Linked DNA regions of Mus musculus: regions 2, 3, 4, 5 and 6 are each linked to region 1. Evidence: chromatin contacts called from public Hi-C, HiCAR-type and promoter capture Hi-C data. All regions are on one chromosome and are shown on one strand. The core of a region is the stretch at or near the end of the contact, and the rest is flanking DNA. Distances in the headings are between cores, read along the strand shown.

Region 1 (4,632 bases), core at 1,079-3,578:
GAAAGAAGCTATCTGAAGAATCCAGGCTGACCTGGTGGAAAATAAAAGGCATGTTGCCTCAGCTGACAGGTTCCCTGCTGCATGCATGGCATGTTAGGCCACCTGTATCTGTCTACTTTATATTATCATCATAAAATACCTGTGGCTAGTGGGCTGAAGCAGTGGATCAGAAGTTATGAGGGCTTATTGCTCGTGCAGATGTTCGTTTCATTCCCAGAACCGACATGGTGGCTCACAACAGCCTGCAACTCCAGTTCCAGGGAAACCTTTCTCTGGCCTTCCTGTGCACACAAGGTGCATATAAACTCAAGAGGCATTCACATAAACATAATAAATAAATAAATAAATAAATAAATAAATAAATCTTTCAAAAATACTTCAGGCTGACAAGTGTATACAAATACATGTTGATTTGGTTCACAATTCTGGCTAGTAGCTCTGCTCTGATAGACTTCATATAGTGGATTTGGTCATGATGGTAGCAACAGGTATAGATGGAAAAAGTCACATCCAGGTGGGGTAAGACTCTGGTCTATAACCTTTCCAGAAACTAATAATAAGAGACTCAAAAAAACAAACAAACAAACAAACAAACAACCACACACACCTTAATCCCTTCCAAGAGCGGTAGTCTCCATGGCTTTTAGGCTGCTCTCTAAATGTCCACACCTCTCACCATACATTAAAGAGCAAACCAAGCCTCTGCGTCATGTACTCTTTGAGAACACTCAAACCATATTCAAATTGGCCAGTTCTGCTTCAGCCTTCAGGGTACTCAGGCACTGTTTTGCACTAGGCTGGATTGGAAAAAATGAAGAATCACCAGACAGGGTGGGTCCTGGGTCTGCAGGAACTCTGTTGGCTGGACGTTTTTCCAGAGTTACAGCTCTCTTTATTTGAGGAAAATAAGGGCTATATAAACCTTGGGTAGTGGGTAGGTATTTTTCAGGGTGAGTGTACATTATTGGTTGGTACTGAGGTACTGGGAATGCTTCATCTGCATGAAGAGGAATTCCAGGTGCTTAAGCCTGTAATGTAGCCACCAGGCTATGTGACTACCTCAATGGTGGTAGAGGTGTGGGTCACAAGGATACATGCACTACCATGGCATGCAGGCCCAGAACAAGGAGGGAGCAATTCTTACTCCTACTGGTCTTAAGATGAGCTTTTAGGGGGTGGGGTTGGACACATCTGGCTCCCTACCTCCCAATTGCAGAACTTATTTGCTCAGCACCATAGCATTTAGTGAAATTATACTGCTAGTAACAGACTCGCCACCTGGAAAGGCAGGAAAGAACCTAGCTGAACAGAACCAAAGAAGAACCATCTGTGTCGTTTACAGAATCCTAAACTGACTAGTGGAGTTGTGGAAGCCACTAGGCCTTATAATTTGTTTATACAACGAAACCTGACACGGTAGCACATTTCTGGGCTGTGTTATATGTGTTTGACTGTTTGGCTAGCTTTATCATTCCACCAAGGCTGTGAGCACTGTAAGAGCAAAGACTTTATTCTCAGAAATTATGGGCATTTGAGAAGTAGACAAAGCTTGAAGTTGGACCCCAAGTTCACTCGGAAGAGAAGACTCCCTCTCAGAAGCTAGAGGAAGGCTCTGGGTTATCTGTGACTCTTCCAATTGGGGAACCTTCATTCAGGCCCATACCTCGACTGGGTCTAACAATCTTTTTCACAAAGTAGAAACTCAGTTACCTGCAAGAGGGGGAACAGATGGCATTAAAGACCAGTAAAGATGAGGGAGTAAGCACTGGTGTGCTTTTTTTTCTGTTTCTGTTTTGTTGTTACTGTTCTTATTTTTATTGTTGTTATTGTTGTTTGTTTGTTTCTGTTTGGTTAATTTGACCAAAGTTAGAGTTACCCGAGAAGAGGGAACATTCAGAAAATGTCCCTATCAGATTGACCTGTAGGCTGTTTTCTTGATTGATGATTGACATGGAAGGGTAGACAGTATTGCCCCTGTGCAAGAGGTCCTGGGGTATATAAGAAAGTCAATCAAATAGGCCAGCCAGCAGTGTTGCTACATGGCCTCTGCTTCAATTCCTGCCTCCAGGTTCCTGCCCTGAGTTCCTTAAAGAACTGTGACTTGGGATATGTCAGCCAAAGAAATCCTTTCCTCCTCAACTTGATTTTTGTCGGGGTCTCATCACAGCTATAGAAATCTAACTTATAGAGCGGTTCTTTTCCAAAGGCAGCTTCCACGAGCCCACACGTTGTCTCATTCAACAGAGAAGCACAGGGACAAGCTTCGCATTAAGTCTGAACCCCGTTCACCTTTATTTTCCTGTACCCCTTCCGGTTGCTGGTGGGTTGGTTTTCCTCCTTCGCTCCCAGAAGCCTGGGAGGGCTAGAGAGCTGCAGGAGCTGAAGGAGGATGCTTGGTGTTCCCTCTGCCCCATGCCCTCTGGTCTCCCTTGCCCTGCTCTTGACCGCCGGGGCGCGCGCCGCGTCGCCACGGAAACGCCGGGCAGGCGGGGCGGCGCGCACTGCGCGCTCTCAGCTCCCGGTAGAAGTGGCGGCGTCGCCTGCTCCCGCGCGCCCTGGCGGCCCGGAGCCGCGCTCGTTGGGCTCCCATCCTGGGTCCCGGGCGGCGGGAAAGGCAAGATGTTGAGGCGCAATCTGGATGAGCGGTAACCGCCGGGGCCTCGTCGTGCAGGCTGCCCGAAGGAAAGGGCCGGGTGGGAGAGAGGAGCCGGGCCGAGGGCCTGGAAGCCGGTTGGGGCGGGAGGAGGCCGCACGGTCCCCGTGGCGCTCTGCAGTCCGTCCACCCGGATGAGGCGAGTGCCGGGCCGAGAGAGTCTCCCGGCCGATCGGTCCCCCTGAGCTGGGCCGGGCCCTGCCGCGGTACAGAGCCCGGGAGGCCGCAGGTGCCCAGGCCGCAGCAGCGCCGCCCCTTCTCGGCCCACCAGGCCCGGGCCCTTTCCCGGGCCTGCAAGGTTCTAGGCAGGACCAGAGCCTGCGTGAGGTCCTAGAGAAGGCGCGGGCCTCTGGAAGAGTTGGGAATGTTGCCCTTCAGGGCTTTAGGGAGGCCCGGGAATGTTTGCACGTAAAATTAACGGGGCACCTTCTTACTGTTTTAAGAACAGTGTTCTGTGTCTCCTTTTTCTAGAGATGCTCAAACAAAACAACTGCAGGATGCTGTCACAAATGTGGAGAAGCATTTTGGAGAGCTTTGCCAAATCTTTGCTGCTTATGTACGGAAAACTGCCAGGCTTCGAGACAAAGCCGACCTCCTAGTGAACGAAATCAACCTGTATGCCTCTACCGAGACACCAAATTTAAAGCAGGGTCTGAAAGACTTTGCTGATGAGTTTGCCAAACTTCAAGATTATCGCCAGGCAGAGGTATGAAGTGAGGTTCTGGTGTCATAGCCAAATTCCTACAAAGTGTGTAAAAATTGTGGACTTTTCGTTGTAACCTACCCAGCAGTGGTGAATGTACCCTTGATAAATGCCTTTCCTGTCTGTAACAGTGTGGGTTCGCTATATGGAACCTTTCTGTGACCTGATAGCTTTCAAACTAAACGTCAGGTGTGGTTGAAGTCTGAGTTTACCACTGCATTTGCCAACAGGGTAACAGGGAACATGCATCCAGAAAAGGTAACCTATATAGCAGTCGTGCAGAAGAAAAGCACCTGTATGGCCTGTGTGGGCCAAGTGCGTTTTAAAGAATGACTAGAAATGGAAATGCTGAAAATGACAAAATCACAAAGTACTAATAAATGGGCTACACGTTGCTGATTTTCCCATGGTTTGAAAGTCGAACGAAATCGGAAAGCTATGATTTATAACACAAGTGATACAGCTGAGAGGCTGGCTGTGTGTTTGCTTTGAGTGACCAGAGCTTTGCTCTTGGGAGATCTTTCTAAAATACAGTCTTTTCTTAATACTGCATAAGCGTTTTCACTTACTTCTTATAGGTACCAGTTAACATAGTTGGCTCGTTCAAATTCCATTGCTTTTTTTTTTACTTTTGTAACAAGCCCCATTGATCTTTCTTATGCTTAAAGCCTAAAACAAATTTTCACTTACTGAAAATTAAAAAGAGAAATAATCTATGAAGTTATCATCATCATGTATATAAAACTCGAATACTAATCCCCTGGGGATAACTATAAGAAAAATGTTGAGTTCTTGGCATACATTTCTTCTATAACAAGAAATACTCAGTTATACATGGTAACTGGAGATGTAATGTTTCAGAAATAGTTTTTATTCACAGATAATCCTAAAGTCCTATTTTACCAATAAGTTCCCCTTTCTAGAAAAATTTTATGCTAGTTATCAAATAGCAAAGTGGATTGATTTGCGTTTGCTCTGCTCTGTTTCCCTGCTTACCAAATGGTGGAGATGCTAATGAACATGGCAAAGGTAGGCAAGGGAAAGACAAGGGAAGCTGTTAGGACAGACACGGATAGACCTCACAGTGTGTGGTAGTAGAGCTGGTGGACATTAGACTGGCCCGAGGAGTCATAACATTGATCTTAAAATTCTGAAATTTAAATGATTATTTTTTACATTTTCCAAAACTCTTTTAAAGTGAAACATCCATATGACATCATTTCCAAACACTAAAGAACTAACATGAAATGAAATGAAATGAAATGAAATGATTAGG
Region 2 (4,632 bases), core at 553-3,052, 3.0 Mb before region 1:
CTCAAGAGCAGTAAGTACTCTTAACCACTAGGCTTAACCACCAGCCTTCCTACATTCCTTCTTGATAGCTCCTTAGAAGAAACACAAGCTGGCATGCATTGTCAGCAAAGGGAGCAGGGGTCACTTTACTGCACTGTTGCAGCTAGTTCTCTAGTTTTGAACATTAGTGACAGGTTATTTTCCTGTTTTTCATTTATAATCTAAGAAAATCTGCTTTTTCACCTAGGCTTGTTTCCATGGGATGAGCACAAGCATATTTCACAAGGCTGAATTTGAGGGCAGAGAGACCCACACAAGTTAGAGAGTCCAGACTTAGGCTATGTTTATTGACACAGATATATTCCTCAGTCAATAGTAGGAACAAATATGGTGCTTTTGTAAACTCGATAACATTCATTGTCAGCATCTCTCTTGTTTCTGTGTGATTTGAATGATCAGTATTTCTTTGATGGGTTGACTGGAATTTTTTCATGATTTTTCATTTCTTTTTGCTAAGCAATTGTCAGAGGAAAGAATCTATTCTAGTTGTTCAGATAAGATAACTCGAAGTTAATAAGGTATAAATACACAAAGATGCAAGACTAATAGTCCTCAAAGCACAGCTCCAATCAATATCTTCTCTAATCATGTTTGTGACTCTAGACTTAATGAAGCTCTGCGTTTTATCCCTGGACTTTACAGGTCTGAAGTCACTGACCTTTGCTTAATTTCTGTAGCTCTTCTTCTTTAAGTGCTTATTAATTCTGGGCTCATAAAGATTGCCTGAGACGCTTTGAGAGAGGAAAAATACGCTAGGGACAACCACATGCTAACTGAACATGAATCCAGAAGTGAAACTCAGGCCTTAATTTGTTTGTTTGTTTGTTTGTTTGTTTGTTTGTTTTGCTTTTGTGGGAGTGAGTTCCTAACTCCGAGTACGAATAAATGTACCATTGGAAGGGTGCAGCTCTTAAAAGCCTTTGATGCACCCCAGCTCAGAAAGTACGATCTTCTAGGTCTAGGCACGAAGAAAGCCTGCAGGAAGAATGACAATTCATTCATCTGTTAGGACATTTTGAAGTTGACACACACTCTAAGTGACACACAGTCCAACGTTCAGCCAGAGTTGCAAACTCACTCTCTGTAAACAGTAGATTCAGAGCAGCCGGGAGGTAGGGAGGTTGGAAACGCCAGAATCCATGGTGTTGGAAGAAGGCTCATGGCCAGGACGACTGGCGCAAGGCAAGTTATCTCCCTACATTTTGTCTGTGTTGTGCCGGGCTTGCCTCTCCCTCCCTACACCTGATAGTGCCAAGTGTGCAAGCAGTGGAACTATAAGCTAAGCACCACCCTGGTGATCGTTTTGCCGATTCGTAAACACTAAGCTTTAAAGATTTAGCAATTTGCTACACCACAAGATAAAAAAGCAACTAAGGCAGATGGCCAGACCCAGTGCCTTAATCCAAAACTGAACTAGCTATCCCTTCCAGGACAGAATCCAGAAACCAGGTTGGGCGTGGGGAGGAGTGAGGGGGGCACAGAGTTCTGTTTCCATCAAGGATGGAGTAGGCAAAACTCGATTCCTTCTTCCCACTCATGGTTTTCCCTCAGTGCTTCTGACCCCCCCACCCCCCCACCCCACCCCCCTCTGATGCTCAGGACAAAGCTTGATCTGCTCTGTCATGTAAAGTGCGGTGTGGTGGGCAGGGTCCAGAAGGTTACCTCTGGCAAGTGACTAAGGGCTTGTCAAGGCCAGGGAATGCTCACTGGCAAGGGGAGTTACAGTGTTGCTAAGTCGGATCCCCAGTGAGGTGCAGTCAGCCACGGGAAGGGGGCGGCGAGAGCTAGCGTGCTGAAGCCTAGAGGCGGGAGAGGGAGGAGAGTCCGCGCAGAGCAGAGGGAGGCGCGCGCTCAGAGCGAACACCCACTTGCATCCGACCCTGGTGGCGCGGCGCGGGGAGGCAGCAGCTGAGACAGCACCAGGTCAGAGCCTTTGCATCCCGCCCAGTCTGCCCGCCAGCGCCAGGACCGCTGAGGATGGAGGATTCCCGGGAGACTTCGCCTTCCTCCAACAACTCCTCGGAAGAGCTCAGCTCTACCCTGCAACTGTCCAAGGGCATGTCCATCTTCCTCGACGTAAGTATAGCTGAAGTAGTTAGGTGGGCGCATTAGGCATCACCTCTGTGAGAGGGGAGGGGTCAGGAGCAGCGGTTGGCTGCTGGCATTGCTATCAGACCTCCACTCAAACTATCTCCTATCTGCTGTTCCCCAGAGGACCCTAGGCAAATAAATGCAAGAGAAAGGACTGCCACCCAACTTGTAAAGAGCTGTCCCAGACCTGCAGCTTTGATTATAAGCTTTAAGGAGCCCCCAAAGTTCGACTTCCCAGAACCTAGGGCTTCTGCCCGGAATGGAGAGTCTCCCATTGAGCAGTGTAGGACTTGATTCCGGTCTCATCCCTGCTGCCCAATTTACTGGCAGGCACTCTCTCTCCCTTGTGCTGGGAGCGCTGACGGAAGCCTTAGACATTGTGATGCCCCTCCAGCTACTCCCAGCTACCTTCAAAAACAATTTCTTTGAACGTATTCGTTTTCTTATTTTACAACAGAAGCCAAGGTCTCTTTTATCATAATGATTTTTTTTTCTCTTTTGGTGCCCGCTGCCTTCCCTATTATTCTCCCCACCACCACCACCTGCCCTGCCTAAGTTGTAATTACTATCATTAACCTTCTCTTCTAGCTTTTGATGGTTTTCCCTATGGTCCCATTCCTTGCTTGGGAATTGACTTCCTTGCTTCGCATCTCTAGCCTGACCATTCTTTCCGTGCTATTTTGTCTCCTTATGCTGTAATCTCTCTCCCCCCCCCCCTCTTTCTCTCTCAGTTTTAGATTTAATTTGCTCCTAGATTCCGCTTCGCTTTGTCCCTAATGTTTGTTTCTCACCCGGCTGCCTTGTTTTGTTTCCTGGCTTTCCTGTTCCTGGGTTGCTTGCCTTCTGGGTTCTGGCTCTTCTAGCTGCTGTTCACATGTAAAATTCACTCTGTTCCCCCAGGTAGTGTCTGGCTTGCTCAGTGGGGACAGTTCTAGCCGCTCCTTTTTTAGCATGATGGAAAATGGGCAAAGCATGCAAAGGAGCCTCGTTTGTCCCTGCCCCTCCCCTTCTCTAAGCCATCACTCCTTATTAAAGTCCAAGCATGAAGGAGGTGGGCCAGAGGCTAAATACACTTGAGTATGAAAAATGAAAATGTGAGGACATCAACTATCATAATGGCCAGTCAGGGATTTTGAAGATAATGGGGGAGGGGCAAGGAGTCTTTGATTTGTCGTGAAGGAATTATCTAGACTTTTTAAAAAATTGGCTGAGAAATTTATATCAATAATTAAAACTTGTGTAAGACTTAATCGAAGCTTCAACCCCACCTCCAGGCAGCCTTCTCCCCACATCACCATGCAGTGCCAACACAGGATTCAGGCTTTGGGGGCCAACCATTTTCTCCCCATGAAAACATGATTTCCACTTTTTACTGCAACACATTGTTGTAGGTTTTTTTTTTTTCTTTTAAATCTCTGCAATGGTTCAGTCTATGCTCTAATTATTTCTTCATGCCCTGCCTCCAGGAACTAGGTTGGGTCATTGTAAAGACAGGGCTGCACACATGAGTGTGCAATCCCCAGGATCAGGAGGGAATCAGGACCTTGCTCATCCAGACTATTATGAGGAAGAAAACCAATCTGCCAAGAAGTTAGTCCTGAGGTCAAGTGGGACCTCTGTCCTTTTGTGCCTAATCTGTGCTCTGCCCTCTGAGGACACTGAGCACTACCCGTGCTTTTATCTTATTGCCTCTAACAAATCCTGGAGATTCTCTGCTGAGGAATGTATAGAGACTATGAAAGAGCAAAGAAAGCCACCCGACAGACTTACCATTCTAAGCTCACGTGTTCAACAGCAGGTTATTAAAAGCAAAATTTTAAATCTCATCTTATTATGTAGGTGCAGTTGTTCCCAAGTTCTTTTAATGTAAGTTCCCTGTCCTGATGGAGCTTTCATCTATAAACAGGGCTGGCTCCCTTACCTTCTTAAGTCTAGTTCCAGAATTGGAAAATACAAAAACAAAAAAACCCAGAAAAACAAAAACCAAAAAACCTGATTCCACAAGAGAGGCGTTAACATGCCTGTTTTTCTTTGAAACATAGCTTTAAAAAAAGATTAACTGCAGTTGGGTTCTTTTTTCTTGGATAGAAAATATGTTGTTTACACATTCCTGAGTTATTTTGTGAAAAAATGTAACACTCTGGTGAATTGTGTGACATGAAAAAAGGGTTGGTTATTTAGAGACCTCTGAATTATTCATTTCTGGATCCTGTCGGTTTTAGCAACAACACAATGTGAAACATAAATACATCATTTGATTTGATTAGATTTAGTATATTCTAGTAGCACTGCTAAGAATGATTGCTTTTTGAAATCTACTCAGATCAACACAAGGAACGGGTGGTATATTCTTCCTCTTCTAGATCTGAAATGATAAGAGACCACTGGGGACTCCTGCTCCTCACAGGCTAATTTCCAATTTGGGGGAAGAACTGACTCTCCCAATAGGAATAAGAATAGTCTCATTTATACCGATGTGTCACTGAGACAGTAAGTCTTTAG
Region 3 (4,632 bases), core at 1,249-3,748, 2.7 Mb before region 1:
AGATCTCTGAGTTCAAGGCCAGCCTGGTCTACACAGTGAGTTCTAGGACAGCCAGGGTTATACAGAGAAACCCTGTCTGAGGAAAAAACAAAAACAAAACAAAACAAAACAAAAGCATCTGAACTGAATCACTCTGGAATTTATTCTTTCTCTCCACTACCTGAGCTCCATAAAGGCCCAGTTTTAGTCAGCCTGACTCAGAGAAGTGTAGCATGTGACATACTGTGAGGGCCCATAAAGTTCCTGAATGAATGAATGAATGAATGAATGAATGGGACAGTGTCCAAGATTTAGAACGTGTGTATTACTCAAATAGTTGTTAGTAATCAAGAAAAGATACTGTCATCATGCGAATAAAATGACTTTGCTTGGGCTGGTGAAATGGCTCAGTGGGTAAGAGCACCCAAATGCTCTTCCGAAGGTCCAAAGTTCAAATCCCAGCAACCACATGGTGGCTCACAACCATCTGTAACATGATCTGACGCCCTCTTCTGGAGTGTCTGAAGACAGCTACAGTGTACTTACATATAATAAATAAATAAATCTTAAAAAAAATGACTTTGCTTCTCATTTACGTTTCTTCCTTCATAGATGTTATCCCATATATTAGTGTTTTAAATATCTCCATCGTTTCCAAAAAAAAAATTATTGTACTCTTAGGCCAAAGGAGTTAAAAGATCTTTAAGTTAAGAGATCTTTAGAGTAAAATGACTTCTTTTCAGTGCTTGATTGGAAATGCCACTCTCTTTGTAGTTTGAGGAATCTGATCAAATTAAGGAAATCTATAGAGAACAATGAAGTCTATGCAGGTCCATATATATATATACATATATATATGTGTGTGTGTGTGTGTGTGTTTGTCCTAAACACAGATTGACTAAAATAAGGAAAAGGTATTTCCATTACTTCAGTCCAAACTCAGTCCCTTAATAAATCATCAATTTTATTCCATAGACAAAAATTAATAAAACTGAAACACTCATTCAGGAACCTGTGACTAAGGATTAGATAGTACAATATTAATATCAAATGGCCAGTAAGGGAAATCCCCCGACTTCTGGCCAACAAGGGTCACTTGTACGTTTTCTGTGTGTCAGTTCCCTTGGACTTTGCCCCTTTCCTCTCAGGCTGTCAATCACTCTGAATTACTCCCAGCTAACCACAGTTTTCCTTTGTTCTGCTTCTGTTTATAGATTGAGACCCAGAATGTTGATTTTCAAGTTATAAAATGTTAAAAAGAAATGTTAAATGCCAGACAACTTCAACCTGTTGTAGTGTTTCCCGCCCCCCCCCGCGCCCCCCCCTGCCCCATTTCAGACATGAACTTAGAAGTTGTGTTACAAGACACGTGACCTGCTTATATTCCCAAAACACTATTAACTTTGGCCTCCTTGGGTTTTAAACTTCATTCACATCCAGCCAAAAGAGCAAGATGAAGTAAGGTACGCTTGCACGTGCCATATTTAATGATCTCTGTAAGGCTTGCCTTCCAGACTACCGTAGTAAACACTCCCAAAGACTTTGAACAAAGACAGTGCTTGAATAAATCGAATCCTTTGGTAAAGAGACTTCTCCTTCACCACACCATTTCTCCAAATCCCTTTTTAATTCTACACTGAAAAACAAAACTAAAAATATATACGGTATAAACTTGGGGAACTTTTTAGAAGTTAATTTCAACCTCACCCAGACATGCATTTAAAAAATTCCTCCTTCCTAACGGAAGGCTCTTCATTCACCACTGAAGCTATGAAACACACTCCTTACAGGCAGCAATGCCCGTAGCTTAGGAATTTCGGACATATTAGGGATAAACTCTGTTGCTTCTGGTTAGGCAGTTCCCTGCTTGCACTCCGGGGCCGAGTGTAAGGGACTAAGATGTTTCCTGCTGAAGTCCTCTCAAGGGCAGATGCCAGGGTGAGCAGTGCCCCGTGTTTTTCAGCAACCGAAAGCACTTGTGAATGACTGAAGGATCTGCACCACCGCCCAGCTGCACTTAGGGGCTGCTTTGGAAACAGCAGCTCGGAGCTTGGGAAAATTCATGTCCGATCCTGAAGCTGGGAAGGAAGTGTTCAAGCACACACTCCACACCACAAGCAGCAGCAGCGAAGCCCTGCAGACAGGCTTTCGGGTAGGCAGGCAGAGCCTGGGAAGGCATCCTTTTCCCCCAGCCCAAGGGAGAAGCTCTCCTCCGCCTCCGCGCTAGAGCTCCCCGGCATTCATCCTTCCATCCTTCCAGACGTTTCTGCGAGAAGCAGAAAGGTCTATGCCGGCCTTACCTCTGGGGCTGCTTTCCTGCAAGTACGGCGGGGCTGTGGGAGTGACATTTCCCGAATGGGATGCTGACAGCAGAGGCGAACGTTCGTCCACCCCGTCAGCAGCCATGACTGCAGCGACAGCGCGGCGGGCCGCGGGTTGAGCTGGGCTGCGGCTAGGGAGGAGGTGGTGGCCAGCAATGCCGCCGCGCCGCCGCTACGGCCTCCGGGAGGGCCCAGGATGTGTCACAAGGCAGGAGGCGGGGGAGGGGAGGGTGCGGGACCGCGAGGCCGGGGGAAGGGAAGCACGCCGGGAGGCATGCTGGGGGAGGGGACTGGAGAGGAAAGAAAGAGCCCGGGAGGAGGAGGAGGAGGAGGAGGAGAAGGAGGAGGGAGGGAAGAAGTGTGGAGGGAAAGCCAGCCAGTCTGAGAAAAGGGGAGACGGGAGGACTGATTAGGAAGTGGGGGAGGGGAAGAGATCAAGTAAGCAAGAGGAGGGGCAAAGGGAAAGAGAGGGTGAGGAATCTTTTAAACTAAGGGAACCGAGGATAAAGAGCAGCTTTGAGAGGCACTGAAAGGCCTGTACTGGATTACGGGCAAAACCAGAGCAATCAAGTTCAGCTCCTCCAGGAAGTAGGAGAGTCTAACTTGTCTGGTAAACTTTGCAGCTGGGTGAAGAAAACTTATTTCTTGGGTTATCATTTTCTTCGGAGAGGTTTCTTCTTTGTTATGAACCATAGCTGAGAATCTGTTGTCTGAGAAATGTTGGTGCCTGCGCATTAGGCTTTCCTCTTTTCCTTGATTTTTTTTTTTAGGAATAAGAGTGCTGACATTTGATTTTTGGCACTTTAAGCATAAGTGTTAACTTTTACAACTTCCGTTTTACAAAATAGACTGTCATTTTAGTTTTTGTAGAATAATGGGGCTTTTTTGTATAATGTAAAAATTAAACCTTTTTCCTACAAAAGATTTTTCTTTTTTTAAAAAAAGGTCATTGTACTGAAGAGCTAGCACACTGATTAAGGTGCTCACTGATCTTGCTTAGGTCACAAAAGCCAGTTCTCAGCACCCACATTTCGTGGCTCACAAACCACCTGTAACTCTAGTAAAAGGAATCCAATACCTTCATCAGGCCTACATCAACACACACACTCACACACACAGTTTTTTTAATAAATGTTTTTAAATACTCAACAGACTTATTGTCTTATTTTCTATTTACATTTTTGTTACCCTTTTTTGATGTTTTGTCATTTGATTCCAATGCGATTTACATTTTTTAAAAAAACAACAGAAACAAACCAAAGTTTAGAACACATCCAAATAAAAATGCAATCAGAATAATAGCTTTCCTGCTGAGGTTCTTCTGAGTGACTTCGGAAGAATTATTTACTCACCTTCCAGGTGTCCCCAAGTATCTAGGGTGTGGTCTCCATGCTCAAGGTGGCTGAAAAGTCCCACAGTGAAATAGCTGTACCGGAGATTGGGAGTTGCCCCTTACATTTCAGTCCGTATAAACAGCAGACATTCGAAACTACTCAAATCACATTTAGGATCCTCAAGTTGCTCTCTGAAGACATACTCTTTCTTCCTGAATCTATAAAGTACCAACTGGAAACCCTAAGGGAAGGTAAAGAACAATGTTTTCTTTCATGTAGCATCTTTGGGCGGCCAATAACAGGAAGATACAATGCAATATAAAGATCTTATTATGGTGTGACCCCTATGAGAACTTAGATGGGTCTCCAGTAGACTGGGGTTTGAAAACTCACGATGTGTCACTCCCAGCAAAAAAAAAAAAAAAAAAAAAAAAAAAAAGAGCTTATCCGTTGAAGAATGAGTACCAGTACCTCACAGTAAAGATCGCTGAGTTGAAGAAAATTACAAAACCAATTCACAGAACCCTGCTTTTACCCTAGTCATGTTTTGGATTGTCCTGCAAAGGCTTGTATGTAAAAGACTGGTTCCCCGCAGAAACAGTACTGGGAGGGGTTGTCAAAGGTTAAGAGGAAGAGCCTTTGGGTGATCAAAGGTGTACACCCTTAAAAGAAAATGCGTTGCTGTCTTGTATCCCATACGTCTCCACACTTTGCTTGCTCTGTGATGAGAGGCCGAGTTACTCCCACCGTTGATTTTCTCTTTGCCATCTGAAGCGCTCATCAGAGGACAACTTCTACCTTGTACTTGAATTGCCGGAATGAGCTAAATAAGGTATTTGCCTCCTGTGTTTGTTTGTAGTGAGGCAAAGTTGACAGTAGAGCTCATGTTCTGTCATGCCACCCCCTACTCCATTTTAACAGTATATTTACAGTTGCATTATCCTCCTACTGTCTATCTCCAATTGACAGATGAAGTCAGAAGACAAAGATCTTTTGGG
Region 4 (4,632 bases), core at 1,563-4,062, 2.7 Mb before region 1:
TGTGAGAGGTTTGCCAATCTTAAGAAATTTCACAAAGCCTTTTGTAGGACCTATGAAATCAGAGGTCAGTATAAACTGTTATGTCTAAAATAGCTTGAGATAGAGCTGGCCACTGGGAAGGACTTCTTGCACCTGTGTATGAACTCATTGTGTTTTTTTGTGATTTTTTTCCTTTATAAGCTGACAGAGAAAGATGTCCATTGTCATCATTCTGAATCATGTCCCTGTTCTGACCAATAATACGGTGTGTATTCAATAAACCATCCCTATCTGACTGAGATTAGTGTTCATGTGGTTTGTGGAGCGCCTTTTAGACCACAACATCATTAAGCAAAAAAATTCAGAGAAAGTTCTTTACTGACTTATTTTCTTAACCCTTAATATTTAAGAATTCCTTCCAGTTGCTGTATTAATTAGTTTTCTGTTGTTGTAATGAAATATTACAATGAGGCCAACTTACAAAATAAACAACTTATTTGGCATATTTGGTTTTCACAGGATTAGAGTCCATGATGGTAGAGTGGAAACAAGATGGTGAGAGCTGAGTCTAAGGACTTATGCCTCCAATCACAGGATGGAATCAGAAAAACAACAAAACATCACTAACAACCCCAAGAAAACTGGGCTGACACATTTTTGGAATCAAAAGCCCATCCCCAATGACATACTTTCCTCAGCAATGCAATACCTTATGCTCCGACCCACATAGCACCACCAACTGGGGACCGCGTCTTCAAATATCTGAGCCTTTGGGGGTACATTCTTATTCAAACCAACTTCCACTTCCTGGCCCTATAGCCTGATGTCCACATCATAATGCAAAATGTATTTAGTCTAACTCCAGAAATTTCCAGTCTCTAAGCCTGGCAGGGTATACAGCTCTCATATAAAAATTACATTTCTCTGTGATTTTATTGCACTGCTTTTTGGCTTTTTAGAGTTGCAAGAAAAGTATCTTAGGTCATAACTGGATTTCTTAGTCTAGATACTTGTATAACACTCGCCCACAACATTGAAATTAAACAAAACAAAACAGGATATGTGTAGTTGTTCTTTTCTCTTCACCAAAATTAATTTAAATGTATCCCTGTAGTGACTATTCCTGGATGTCATCTTGACTATATCTGGAATGAAAAACAATCCAGAATTGGAAGGCTCACCTATGATCCTAATCTGGAGGCTGGGAGATGCAAGTTTCTGACCTAGATCTTGGCATGGAGCTCTTGAGGCATAGTGGCTATGAATCCCAGAAGATTAAGATAGGGAGATCTCTGAGTTCAAGGTCATCTGGGATTAAAGGCGTGGTGGAACACACCTTTAATCTGCACCACACCTTCTGAAGACTTCCATAAGTATGTTGGAAGAAGGAAGATTTACTCTGTCTTCTTCACCTGCCTACCTTGTGGGACTGAGCAACTGCTAGATCCTTGGACTTCCATTCACAGCTGCTGCTCACCATTGTTGGGGAGTTTGGGCTACAGACCGCAAGTCATCAATAAATTCCCTTGCTATATAGAGACTTTCCATAGGTTCTGTGACTCTAGAGAACCCTGACTAATACAACCCCTTACAGGTTTATACAGTTGTAGGTGCAGTTCATTATTCATCTCTGGAAATAAGTTTTCAATTATTTCCAGAAATATTATTTCAACTTCATTTGTTTTGTTCTGTCTCAGGCATTTATATATAAAAAAGAATATGTTTGTCTATCTATTTTTTTTAAGATCTATTTATTTATTATATGAAAGTACATTGTAGCTGTCTTCAGACACTCCAGAAGAGGGCATCATATTTCGCTATGGATGGTTGTGAGCCACCATGTGGTTGCTAGGATTTGAACTCGGGACCTTCAGAAGAGCAGTTGGCGCTCTTATCCACTGAGCCATCTCGCCAGCCCCTGTCTATCGACTTTTGAGACAGGGTCTCACCTATGTAACTCTCTGGACATCCTGGAACTCCCTATGTAGACAGGCTGGCCTCAAACTCACAGAGATCTGCCTGCCTGCCTCCTAAGTGCTGGGATTAAAGGCCTACACAACCACAATCAGCCCTAAATAGAGATTTTTTTTTTTTTTTAAATTTTACTGGACCAACACTCTGAGTCTTCCACTCCTGCCACCATTCCGTGAGCATTCTTGTTTGCCTTTGCTAATTTGTTTTTGTGGCACACGAGTTACATTTGTTAAATCTTGCCTCAAATCTTCAAAACACCCTGACATCACTGTTAATCGTTTTACAACTGAATTTAGCAAATGGACTTTACTAAGCTTAGTCCTTTTTTATCTCTTTCATCACTTATTTCAAGAGTAGGCATTCCTTACTTAGCGTTTCCCCTTTTACCACATTGTAAAAAAACAAAAAACAAACCATTCCCTAGTGTATGACTAATATAACGTAAAGATCCTCATTGAAAACAAACCACGCTTTTATTAAAATTAAAAAAAAAATCTTTTCAACATGTTTTGGCAAAGAGGACAACTACGGAGCGTTCTAAAGCACAAATTGAAAGCTGTGCGAAAGAACGTCCGTGATGTCATCTCCGTGCGCCCCGTCAGGGCCAATCGCCTGGCGCGTAGCTTTGTGCTGCGGTTGCTCCAGCGCCGGGCGCGTCCTTAATCGCACAATCCCAGCTTCCGGCGCGCCGCCCAGAGCGGTCCGAGCGCGCAGGCGCCCTAGCCCATGTCGGCGTCTCCCGGTTTCAGTGGTTAGACCTGGATCCGGAGCCGCCTTGAGGCGGGGCTGGGCCTTCCCGGCGGCCAATGGCGCCCCGGGTGAGGGTTGAGGAGTGGGAGGTGCTGGCCCTCCTGAGGTGCGGATCTCCTTCAGCGCGGGTGCCGGGCCGCCTGGTCGTCATGGAGGAGGTCGTGGCTGAAGAGCTCGATGATGAGGAGCAGCTGGTGAGAAGGCATCGGAAGGAGAAGAAGGAGCTGCAAGGTGACGGGAAAGGGGCTGGGAATGTAAGAGGCGTCCACACCCAAGGCTGGGAGCGTGGAGTGTGTCCTCTGGTACCTGGACGGGCACACGTCCTGGATCCGTCTAGGCTTTCCCTCAGATAACTTTTGATCAGTCTTCTCCAGCTTTCCCCATTCCCTCGACCCCCTTATTTGCAGTCCCCGGAGATGTCCCCGTGTGCGACCTGCCGTGGACCCCTAGCGGGTCCGGTGCACGTGCTGCTGCTGAGTGATGTGCCTGGAGACCAAAGTCTTGGACCTCCTCTTCCTCCCTTCCCATTCCTGCCCCCGATCCCGACGCCTGGCCTTAGTGGTGTGGTCTGAATTGCTTCTCCTTGGCTTGTCGGTCACAGAGAAAGATATTTAAAAGGCAGAAGTTTTACCTTAGTATAGTTTTTTAACCTTGGTTTTGCCCTGTCAAACCAAACAAATTCGAGATTGTGTTTACGTTGGGTCGCAAGCCTCATCCGGACCTTTCTCCGTAGCTGATTGTTGTGTCATGATTAATTGCTTCTATAATTACTTTACATTCTATAATTGTACCTCTTCCCACCCTCTTAACTGCTTTTCGCTTTTTGGTCCGGGGGCTCTGACACGGCTGTTTTGATGACTTTTTTTAGCCAAAATTCAGGGAATGAAGAACGCTGTTCCCAAAAACGACAAAAAGAGGAGGAAGCAGCTCACGGAAGATGTTGCTAAATTGGAAAGAGAAATGGAGCAAAAACACAGGGAAGAACTGGAGCAATTGAAGCAATTGACTTTCAAGGACAGTAAGGTATGGGGAGCGAAGCTTGTCTCTGAGCCCGAGCAAACAGCTGTCTGAGTGTGTTGAACTGCTTATTGAATACGGTCTCAAAATTCTGAAATCGAGTCATACAGTCACACATCACATTTCCTCGACATTAGTTTTTTTAGACAGAGTGCCTTGTAGTCTAGGCTGTCACCCATGTGGATTTGGAGCAGAGGCTAAACCTTGAACTTTAACTTCAGATCCTACTGGTGTGACTTCACAAGTGCTGGGATTACAGGCATGCACCACCACACCTAGCTGTACATTTCTTTAGTATTTTTGTGACCAGGTTTATGGGCAGATTTTCTTTTTTTAAATGGAAGAACAGCAAAAAAGTGCCTACTTCCTTAACCTAATAACCATGTAAAGTATAAGTTATTGCCAGATAAGGTTTGCCTTGAGTGAAAGTTGGCAGCCGAGACTGCTCGTCAGGAACTCCTGATGAATGAGATTGTAACCTCGGCAAAGCTTCTTAATCAACCCTAGAATAAATTTCTCCACATGGGACAATAAATATGAAATTATAGTTAAGTAGAGAAAGCTGTCCTGAAACTCACTCTGTAGACCAGAAATCCGCCGGCCTCTGCCTCCCGAGTGCTGGGATCAAAGGTGTGCGCCACCATGCCCGGCTCCATGCATCTGCTTGGTGTTTACCATTCTGCCTAATGTGTATACCAGCTACTTTGTTCAAAGGATATAGTTGTCAGTAACACTGTAAGGTAATAGCCATGAAGTAATGTAGATAATCACACGAGTCCAGTAGGAAACCAGCTTAAAGAGATTAAGAATTTTGTCCCGAAGTCATAATAGTTCTTGAGGTGACAAACACTAGAATTCAAAACCAAACTCATAGTTATACCCTGATATAATTTAGTAATTTGTTGCCTGGTT
Region 5 (4,632 bases), core at 776-3,275, 2.6 Mb before region 1:
GATTAGAGTCGTAATAGTTTTTCTTACAAAACTAGGGTTGAAAGAGAAAAGGCAGTTCATACATAGCCTTTTTATCAATTAAAATGCTTTTATCTATAGAGATGGTTTTCTCTATAGTAGCAACTGGAAGTCACTGTTGAGAGCCGTCTTGTTATGATGATAGTGATGTTTATTATACTGTTGTAAAGTTACTTTTCCTATTTCAGAACTATGGTACCCGCTGATCTTATGTTGGCAACTTCTTGCTTCAATAGCACTTCCCAGTGACCCAGTGATTTAATAATAATTAAATTATTTCTCTTTCCTGGTTTTATTTTTACCCATAGCAACTCTCCTCACCTGCTGGACATAGATTTACATCATTGTCATGATTTGTTTTCTACAGCTGGACTGTAATTTCTTTGAGAGCAGAGCCTTTTAACTTCCTCATCTACTCCCTTATAGTCACTTCTTGCACTAGAGTTGTGTTCTGAAAACTTGGTAGATTATATGTATCATTTATAGTATTTAAATATTTGGCAGTCATAATTAAGTTTGCAATATGTCTAATCAAAGTGCCTCCAAGCCTCCTCATATCTAGGTACAGACGGGGTTCTAATGATCAAAGGTCAAAGGCTATAGCATCCTTTTCTGTCATTTTCAACACACCTGCGAAACAGTAGGACTAGTATTAAAAACCTCTGTATGCCTGTTACTCAGCATCAATAATGTCAATAATTATCAACATTGTGTCCATCCTGCTGCTTCCCCTACGTCCTCCAGTTTCCATAAGCATTTCTAAATGTTGAATACATGTAAAACAAGTCCTATTGTTAATTACTATCATAACCAGCCCATCAATACATTTCTCTGACTGGTTGCTGTGTTTATTGAAATGAACAATCTGTCCAGGTGCACAGGTTGTATTTTGTCTTTTGCTATTATTTAATGCTCATTTTCAGAACAGTTTTTATTTTTCATCATGCAGTTGCTGAGACCTCATTTCACTTCTCCCTATAGAGCACTGCGTCTCAACCTGTGTATCAATCACTACCCCCTTGGAAATCCTGTCTCTAAAAATATTTACATTACGATTCATAACCGTAGAATAATTATAGTTATGAAGTAGAAATGAAAATAGTTGTATGGATGGGGTCACCACAGCATGAGGAGTGTATTACAGCCGCATAGGAGAGTTGAGAGCCGCTGCTGTAAAGCTTTCCATGTTACAGATTTGACTGAGGGTAACTTCAGCTCTCTGGGCCTCCCATTTCTGTATGTGTTGGTTAGCCTAAAGCTACTGTTAGATGTAGGGTTGGTTTTCTGCATGAGGTTTCCTCTGCACTCTGCTGCGCACCATCAGTTACTTTCATTGCACGTGATGCTTTCTGTTGTAAGTGGCTAAAACGGATTAGTGGGCTACTAACCTTAATCCTACCAACAGAGTTCCTGTATTTCATTAGAACTTGGAGAAATGATGAGTTTTCTAAGGCTTGTTAAAATTCATTTATTAGCTCCAATTTCTGTATGAATAAAAACTATGAACTATTTGAATATAGTGGCATGCAGTTTATATTACAATAGTGTAATAGATGCTTGATTCATTTCTCCCTTTATTAGTTTTTAGACTGAGCTGATGATGTCCCACCCACTCCAAGTATGATTAATGAGTTAGTCCCTCCTTTTATAAGATGCTGTTATGAACCCCAAGGCTTCAGTATTACTTCCCCCCCCCCCCCAGATGTTTAGCCTTCCTCATTTCAAACTGGAGGAAGAGTCCCAAAGCTGGCCCAGTTGCCTGATATGATCTCAGTATTTGATATTGTCCATGTGTCTGGCATGGATAAACCTGTTTCAGCATGCCCTGTCTTGTATGCTTCTGGTCCAACCTGCAGTGACTATTTCCCCCCTCTACTTAGGAAATCACCTACTACCTCCTAGCTTCATCATAATGGGGAGTGGTTTTGCATGTGTGACAGAACAATTCTGCGATTACATATTCTAAAGATATATAATAACTCTTCCTCCATAATGGTCACCTCTTCAAAAATCATGGCTGAAAGATTATTGGTAACAGCACTGAAGGGTGGCAAGAACACTAAGATCCTGACTTTGAATGGCAAGAGGATTACCAAGATGCCCTCGACACTGGAAAAACTACCTAATCTGAAGACTCTAGACCTTCAAAATAATTCCATCTCCAAAGTATGCCCAGAGCTAAGGACCTTGACCCAGGTGAGGAACCTCAGAGCTTTTGGGATTGAAGATAGAAAATAGATTAAAGTCGTAAGTGATGATGGAGCAGTGACACTTTAATATCTGGAGAATTAGCTCTCTGGAGACAATATGGAGTGCTGTTGGAGAGGGATGAGTAGCTGTTCTAGCTTAGGGCATTACACATGGCAGGAAAGATGTTGCAAGTTACTCCTGTGCCCTTTGGCCCACATCTGGAATGAGAATTAGATCTTTGCTCATCTTCCTTCAGGCTGTCATCTGGAAAGAGGTTGGAAGCCTGGGTCTAGTAGTAGTCTTTCTACCTTGGGGCTCACATCTGGAAGTAGGCTTTGAGGATTCAGGCAAGATTGTGCCCACCTCCCTAGGGGGACTGTCCCGAAGTCTTTACATATGGAATTAAGACACATTTAGAGTGTTGAGGAGGCATTTCCTAGAACTGGCTGGGACTTCAAGTGCAGAGGAGGGTTGATAGGAATAGGAAATGAAAGGAATTTCTCCCCCTAAAACAGCCTTTAGGAGATGGCTAATGTTTAAAATACAGAGTCCCCTTCTTAAAGAGAAGCAGGTGACATGGCTGAGTCCCAGATGCTTATGGTAAACGTTTCTGCCTGGTAATGTCTGACTGCAGCTGCTAAAAATCTTGAGGTTAAGTGGGCGCAAGGCAACAGTTTTACTTGTGTTGATTTCTTCACAGTCCGTACCGAAAGAGCCTTTAGACAACTCAGTCACTGCAACTTACTAAAAGTTAAAGAATAAATCTGTCATTTTCACACGGCCTCTTTTAACCTTTATGAAATCATAATATTCAATAGTAGTTAGTAGTAACTTGAAATGGTGTAGTTACAGCTATAAGATGGGAACTCACACTTCTCTAAAGGACAGATGATTTTCTGAGCTCTCACTGAAAACCATGAAGTGCTTTGCTTTCCTCTTTGAATTTGTTTCTGTTTGCATGTTGTTATAAGAAAACTCATTGCTTAAAGGCTTATACTAGAATTATCTTTTATGACACTTTCAGTTCCCATCCTCACTTCCATGTTTAGTTACTCTCAACTTACTCTTTGGCGTGTCCATTTCAGTTACTATCTTTCAAATTCCTATATAGTAAGCTTAGTTTCTGCACAGTTATCTTTTCAACTCAGCATGATGGCACACTTAGAGCTTTCAGTAGCCACAGCCTCCCACTGCTCCCCACTGTGTGCGCTGCTGGCACCAATATGTGCAGTCCACTCTGGCCTTGCCTTGGTGGCTTCATTACCTTTTAAAGCTTTGTAGCATTTACATAACCATTATCAAGCCTTTACTTTGCCTCAGAGAATTCTGCAGTATATATATATATATGTATTGTATGTGTGTATATGCCAAACTTAATCCTTCACTTCTTGCATCTTTTTATTATACTGGCTTCATTTTATTTCAGAGTAATGTCACATAGTTTTCAAACGCACCTAATTTTTTTCCACCAGGACTTCCATTGTCCAGCCTTTAACTAAGCTGATTGTCCTCTGGTTTTACTGGATGCTGTCAGTCCAGGATGTCACTGACAATCATCCTAAAGTGGACTTGGTTGGTTTCTGAAACCTATTTTCCTCCTCATGTCTCCCATTCACCTTTTTTTCCCTTTCCCATACCTTGTCTGCTGCTGCCTCTGGATTTCTAGAAATAAAACTGTGTATATGCCTGTATGACCAACAGGTTATCTTTCTTTTTCAATTCAGTAAGCCTCCATATATCATCCTGGTCTGCGCATGTTGTAGTTAATATTTAGGTCCCGTGTATATTTGAAACACCCCTTCATGTCACTGATCCATATTTACCATCTTATACAAAGCTCAAGTCCAAGTGGATCAAAGACATCCACATAAAACCAGATGCACTGAGTCTAATAGAAGAGAAAGTGGAAAAGAGCCTTGAATTCATTGGCACAAGGGGAACAGAACACCAGTGGCTCAGGTTCTAAGATCAACAGTTGACAAATGGGACCTCATGAAACTGAAAAGCTTCTATAAGGCAAGGACTATCAATAAGACAGATTGGCAACCTACAGATTGGGAAAAGATCTTCACTAACCCTACATCTGTTAGAAGGCTAATGTCTAAAATATACAAAGAACTCAAGAAGTTAGACTCCAAATATCCATAAAACTATTAAAAAATGGGTACTGAGCTAAACAAAATTCTCAACAGAGGAATCTTGAATGGCTGAGAAGCATTTAAAGGTTCAACGTTCTTAGTTATCAGGAAAATGCAAATTAAAATAATCCTGAGATTCCACCTTACATCAATCAGAATGGCTAAGATCAAAAACTCAAGTGACAGCACATGCTGGTGAGGATGTAGAGAAAGAGGAACACTCCTCCATTGCTGGTGGGATTACAAGCCAGTGCAACCACCCTGGAGATCAATCTGGTGGTTCTTC
Region 6 (4,632 bases), core at 636-3,135, 2.4 Mb before region 1:
ACCTTCAGTCACTGAAACTTTCAAATAAATGTTATTACTCCTGAATTTTATGCACTGGCCTAGTCATTTTGAGAATTTCATGTGTGTGAAGAAATTCCTCATAAAGCTCTCTTTGTTTGGCATTACTGATTACAAATAAGACTGATACTGTGCTGTGGAGCGAGGTTTAGACAGGCTTTAAATAGTGTTGGCTTGGAAAGATATGGAAGTTGAGCTCCAGATTTAAACGTTAGGATTTTTAGGAAACATTTATTCTCTTAGGAACTGTCTGGTGAGCCATTCAGTTTCTCTCTCTCTCTCTCTTCAGCCTAGGTTTGAATTCTTTTAAATTTCATGTTTATCTTAGGAAACTAACACACAATGAGTATGTACATAATTTTTGACTTTTGTGCACACATGCACTAAAGGGAGAGACTGCCACACAGGAAGGAAAGCCAGCCTACAGTTTCTTACTGTGTGCATTTGCAATTATCTCCTCAGGCTATTTTTAGATCACACAATAAGTTTAAAATGCTACCATTTGCAGCTTCCTCTCTGAAATAGATTCTTCCCCTCTCCTTCTCCCTCTTTGTTTGCTAGGGAGTGAACCAAGGGCTTCATGCATGGTAGGCAGTAGCTATTCCACTGAATTTCATCTCAGCCATAAGACTCCTCTACTAACCTTTAGCTTGACCCTGAGTTAGAAATATATTGAAGTGTTAGAAATGTCATGTCATGAAAATAACAGAGAAATACAGAAAAAAAATCTCACACATTCATATAAATGTATATCTCTAGATCTATTTAGGATTCATGGAGTTTGAAAAAAAAGTATTGCCAAGTATTACATATGTTACAAGCAAGGGACATATTTTTGAAGTTGAGAAAGTAGCTCTTTCTCTTAATGTAATTAATGGGAAAAACACAGCAGGAATCCTGTGGAGAATAAAGGGTCTAAGTTCTTACTGTTGTAATAGCTTCCAGCATCTGATGTCTAGTCTCTGGACAAACGGACATTAGAAAGCACTGTAAATAACTACATGCTTGCTTTTCTTTCTTCTGGCTTCACGGTTTTAGTTAGAATATTGGTTTTTGGGGTTAATTCCAATGGTTCAGACCATAATACAGACTTATTCTTCTGGAGGCTGTGGGAAATAATACTATAATAAAATCTTTGACAGTCTATTCTGTTATAAATGTAACACTAGCTTTTAAAAGAATGCTCTACTAAAAGTTATATCAACAAAAATACTATTACACACATACACACACATGTGCACGCACGTGCACACACCCGTGCCGCTTCAAACAATAGTTTTAATGATACTGAATTTCTCAATAAATTTTATTTACAATGACATAAGTGTGTTAATTAAAAACATAGAGAAACAATCAGTAAAAAGTGAATGAGCAGAGACAGGAAGAAAAATAAACTCTAGCCACAAATATTTGCTCATTGTGATACTTAAATCCTTAGCCCAGGAGATGAAATTTCAGTTTGTTTATAAGAACTAGCTAGTCCTTTCTCAGATGGCACAGTGGTTATCTGAATGTTTTTTCTATGAATGAAAACTTCATATTCCAGAGAATAGAATGACAAGGACTCATGTAGTCCCCTATCATGTTTCCGACTTTTATGGAATTGGCAATTTTTAGTGATGTTGGAAATATATACCTCACAAAGAAGTGTGGCTGTAGCATATTCTTTACAGAAAATCCTCTGGCAGTCGGGACTTCGCTTCTGCTTGTAGGAGACGCTGGGCTGGCTGGATCCTTCCTGGTTTCATTAGCATAGCCCAGCCCACTTCCACCACACGCCCAGAACTACCTCATTAACCATTGGGAATGCAGCCAAAAACATAAGACGACAGTGAATATAAAGGGAATTACTGGCAAGGGAGCTGTAACTATCTCACCACCGAACCTATTACTTTTCCAAGTTCAGAAAAGTATTACATGAACAGAAACCATTCCTTATTCAGATAAGAATTTAAGGTTTGAGTCTATAATTTTTATCTAGAATAATTAGCTGAACCACAGTAAGGCATACAGCTCAGTTGCATCCATTCGTGTTTCTGTTTCTCTCTCTCTCTCTCTCTCTCTCTCTCTCTCTCTCTCTCTCTCTCTCTCTCTCTCTCTCTCTCTCACATTTATTTTCTGGATAGCTTTGACATTGTAAACCACAGACGATTTGGAGCCTGGCATCGAAAGGAGGTGTTCTCCAACGATTTTTTTTTTTTCTCTCTCCCTTGCTTGAAGAAGTTGACTACTACAGGAGGGAATCTGAAAATCTGAAAAAATGACGGGAGCAAAGAGGAAAAAGAGAAGCGTGCTGTGGGGCAAGATGCACACCCCCCACCGAGAAGACATTAAGCAGTGGTGTAAGAGGCGCCTACCTATCTTGGAATGGGCACCGCAGTACAATCTGAAGGAAAACCTGCTTCCAGACACTGTGTCTGGGATAATGTTGGCAGTTCAACAGGTGGCACAAGGTAAGTGTGCATTTGGGTTTACAGTCTTCTGCAGAGTGGATGTCACTTTGCTTCTTGGATGGGGATTATGTTTGAGGGGTGACAGTGTAGCTAGTGAAGCAGACTTAATAAAATGGTTACTAATTTTAGGAAAATAAGCAGAGTAGATGTTTCTGTGTGTGATTTTCCTAATTGCTTTTAAAATTACTTGGCTTTTTTCTACCCCTGGCTAGGAGTTAAGCAATTAAGCAGTAACCCTTGAATGGAATTACATATTTTGCAATGTTAAATTTCATATTGGTTCAGAGTAATGGATCAGTGATTGTGAGAAATGAGCTTTTATGATTTCACTGTGCTGACATAATTTCCCACCTTCATCAAATCAAGCTATAAAACATTTCCTGTCCTGAATACAATTGCTCATGAGCCCAGTTAGCAGCACACAGTTACAGTTACCTGCTGTAGCCATGGGACTTGCTATAGCAGAGAACAAAGCTTTTTGTGCATGAAGGAGGCTTATTGCCAAGATCACTACTTGCAAAGCGAAGAATCCTGCATCCTCAGAGCTTGTGTGGACTGCACTGTGCGTGTTTAATTCTGAGGTGCAGTCCCCACAGAACTCGTGTCTCAGTGAGAAATATAACATGGTAAAACATCCCCAGAACAGATTTTTAAAAATGACACTCGTGTGTGTGTGTGTGTGTGTGTGTGTGTGTGTGTGTGTGTGTGTGTATGTGTACCTCCTTTCCTTAAAGGTATGTCCACACGAGTTTTGGCTGATTCAGGTAGTAATGTTCTACCTGTAGCCAGAAAAGGAACTGATTTCTCAACTTCCCAGCTTTAAAGGTTTGGAACAGCTTTCTTGGCAAAGACTCCTAGTGATTATATTTCCATGCAGTCTCACTACCTCCCTGGCTTTAACTATTATTTCTTCTGTTCAATTATAAGTATGCTTTTAATGAAATTATTCTGTAGCTGGAACAAACTGGTTTGTGAATTTGTGTTTTCAGTCTGATTAGGAACATCTGCATGGGTGGGGGGTTTAAGATCCACAGTGCTATCTTTATGGAATACAATTTTACTGCTTAACTCTGTGTTGTATTTTTAATGACCATTTTGCCAATAGCAAAAGTATAGTAATCTTTAAAAAATAAAAAAGTAATAACAGACCTGGGGCATCCCCAGCCTTTCTTTTATTTGACTTTAAATTCCAGATGAAACATCCTATGTCATTTGAAAATTTAGCTGATGGACTTAAGCAAGTTTTCTGTCCCCAGATGTTTAGTTTCACCATATCCCATAAATTTATTTTGCTGTTATTTAATATAAAATAAAAGTGGAATAATTACGATTTTAGCAGTAGTTGTCTTTTTATGTTTGAAAAGCACCCAGTAGCCAAGAGCATCCGGGAATGCGATACAGCTCCCTTAGGCTCGTCACTAGGATATGGCTTATGTGCAAGCCTTTGGTAGTTAGTTTGGTTTAGCTTTTGGGAGACTTTAATGATCATGCATTACATTGATTAGGAAGAAGTACATTGATAAGCTGATGAGAAGCAAGACACTTACTTAGCCTGGTTCCATGAGAAGTTTGGATCAGGTCACATGTTCTGTATGCTGACAATTACACTGCTAGGAAGACTCTTGGTGGTTTTTTTTTTTTTTTTTTTCTGTTGTCAGAAAAGATGAATTCTTGCAAAGAGCTTTTTCAAATATGCATTTCTAATTCTTTTTCAACCTCTTCTATTAAGAGAATCCAGAGTTAACATTGCCTTTCCATTGGAGGCTTAAAGCAGTCAGTTTCTCAGGCCCTCATACCTGAGAAGCGGAGGAGTCAGGACTCCTCCACTTCCAAAGCCAACATGCTCAACGTTTTCATTTTATTCTCCATACAGCCAAAATCATCAGACCTTTTGTAATACCAATGTTATTTGTAATAGGAGAGGTTTTGGAAAAGTTGACTGTCTGTCTCTGCAAATAAGGTCTATCTTCAAGTTTCATCTCTGAGGTTTTGAGTCAAAGTAGAAGTGACAGGAAAAGCTGTCCCAGCAAGGGGAACAAGCAGACAGTGACTCCCTGCTGCTCTATGTTGACGCTTGTTATCACCCCTAGTATAAAGGGGACTTGGAAGGAAGAAGGAATAAAGCTTGCTCTTCTACCACAGTGCGAACAATAGAAACAGA

What was found. Promoter capture Hi-C pulls out the DNA fragments that hold promoters and counts their contacts. A called contact is a pair of places that touch in the nucleus more often than the background predicts. HiCAR-type assays count read pairs that join an accessible place to other places.
Region 2: a HiCAR-type map of astrocytes shows a contact between it and region 1, with 5 times the contacts expected there. The contact joins the promoter of Necab1 here to the promoter of Cibar1 in region 1. A contact is called at or near these places in 2 of 39 promoter capture datasets (hippocampal neurons and liver), 1 of 115 datasets of contacts at active chromatin or transcription factors (astrocytes) and 1 of 9 other capture datasets (liver).
Region 3: a contact with region 1 is called in a promoter capture Hi-C map of embryonic stem cells, with 6 times the contacts expected there. The contact joins the promoter of Pip4p2 here to the promoter of Cibar1 in region 1. A contact is called at or near these places in 8 of 39 promoter capture datasets (cranial neural crest, embryonic stem cells, frontonasal cranial neural crest and 4 more), 5 of 115 datasets of contacts at active chromatin or transcription factors (astrocytes, embryonic forebrain, embryonic stem cells and 2 more) and 2 of 9 other capture datasets (adipose tissue and embryonic stem cells).
Region 4: a Hi-C map of B cells shows a contact between it and region 1, with 7 read pairs. The contact joins the promoter of Otud6b here to the promoter of Cibar1 in region 1. A contact is called at or near these places in 7 of 39 promoter capture datasets (the 3T3-L1 cell line, the C10 cell line, cranial neural crest and 4 more), 1 of 484 Hi-C or Micro-C datasets (B cells), 2 of 115 datasets of contacts at active chromatin or transcription factors (astrocytes and stem cell-derived neural progenitor cells) and 1 of 9 other capture datasets (adipose tissue).
Region 5: a contact with region 1 is called in a promoter capture Hi-C map of cranial neural crest. The contact joins the promoter of Lrrc69 here to the promoter of Cibar1 in region 1. A contact is called at or near these places in 7 of 39 promoter capture datasets (cranial neural crest, frontonasal cranial neural crest, hippocampal neurons and 4 more), 2 of 115 datasets of contacts at active chromatin or transcription factors (astrocytes and embryonic forebrain) and 1 of 9 other capture datasets (liver).
Region 6: a contact with region 1 is called in a promoter capture Hi-C map of second pharyngeal arch cranial neural crest, with 13 times the contacts expected there. The contact joins the promoter of Slc26a7 here to the promoter of Cibar1 in region 1. A contact is called at or near these places in 6 of 39 promoter capture datasets (cranial neural crest, frontonasal cranial neural crest, hippocampal neurons and 3 more) and 1 of 115 datasets of contacts at active chromatin or transcription factors (astrocytes).

What each region holds. Positions count from the first base shown.
Region 1 is chr4:12,169,711-12,174,342 of GRCm38.p6, reverse strand. It overlaps Cibar1 (CBY1 interacting BAR domain containing 1), which reads left to right and starts at 2,328. Exons shown (of 9, transcript NM_026558.5): 1 at 2,328-2,645; 2 at 3,125-3,359. The coding sequence starts at 2,413. Gm46846 (a long non-coding RNA gene) reads right to left here and starts at 310. Exons shown (of 2, transcript XR_001784247.2): 1 at 1-310.
Region 2 is chr4:15,146,301-15,150,932 of GRCm38.p6, reverse strand. Necab1 (N-terminal EF-hand calcium binding protein 1) reads left to right here and starts at 1,802. Exons shown (of 13, transcript NM_178617.4): 1 at 1,802-2,115. The coding sequence starts at 2,017.
Region 3 is chr4:14,862,085-14,866,716 of GRCm38.p6, reverse strand. It overlaps Pip4p2 (phosphatidylinositol-4,5-bisphosphate 4-phosphatase 2), which reads right to left and starts at 2,498. Exons shown (of 7, transcript NM_028264.4): 1 at 2,280-2,498. The coding sequence starts at 2,385.
Region 4 is chr4:14,824,593-14,829,224 of GRCm38.p6, reverse strand. It overlaps Otud6b (OTU domain containing 6B), which reads left to right and starts at 2,812. Exons shown (of 7, transcript NM_152812.4): 1 at 2,812-2,934; 2 at 3,572-3,726. The coding sequence starts at 2,853.
Region 5 is chr4:14,793,445-14,798,076 of GRCm38.p6, reverse strand. It overlaps Lrrc69 (leucine rich repeat containing 69), which reads left to right and starts at 2,025. Exons shown (of 8, transcript NM_028499.2): 1 at 2,025-2,214. The coding sequence starts at 2,032.
Region 6 is chr4:14,619,031-14,623,662 of GRCm38.p6, reverse strand. It overlaps Slc26a7 (solute carrier family 26, member 7), which reads left to right and starts at 1,885. Exons shown (of 19, transcript NM_145947.2): 1 at 1,885-1,974; 2 at 2,239-2,471. The coding sequence starts at 2,279. It also overlaps a transcript of Lrrc69 not described here.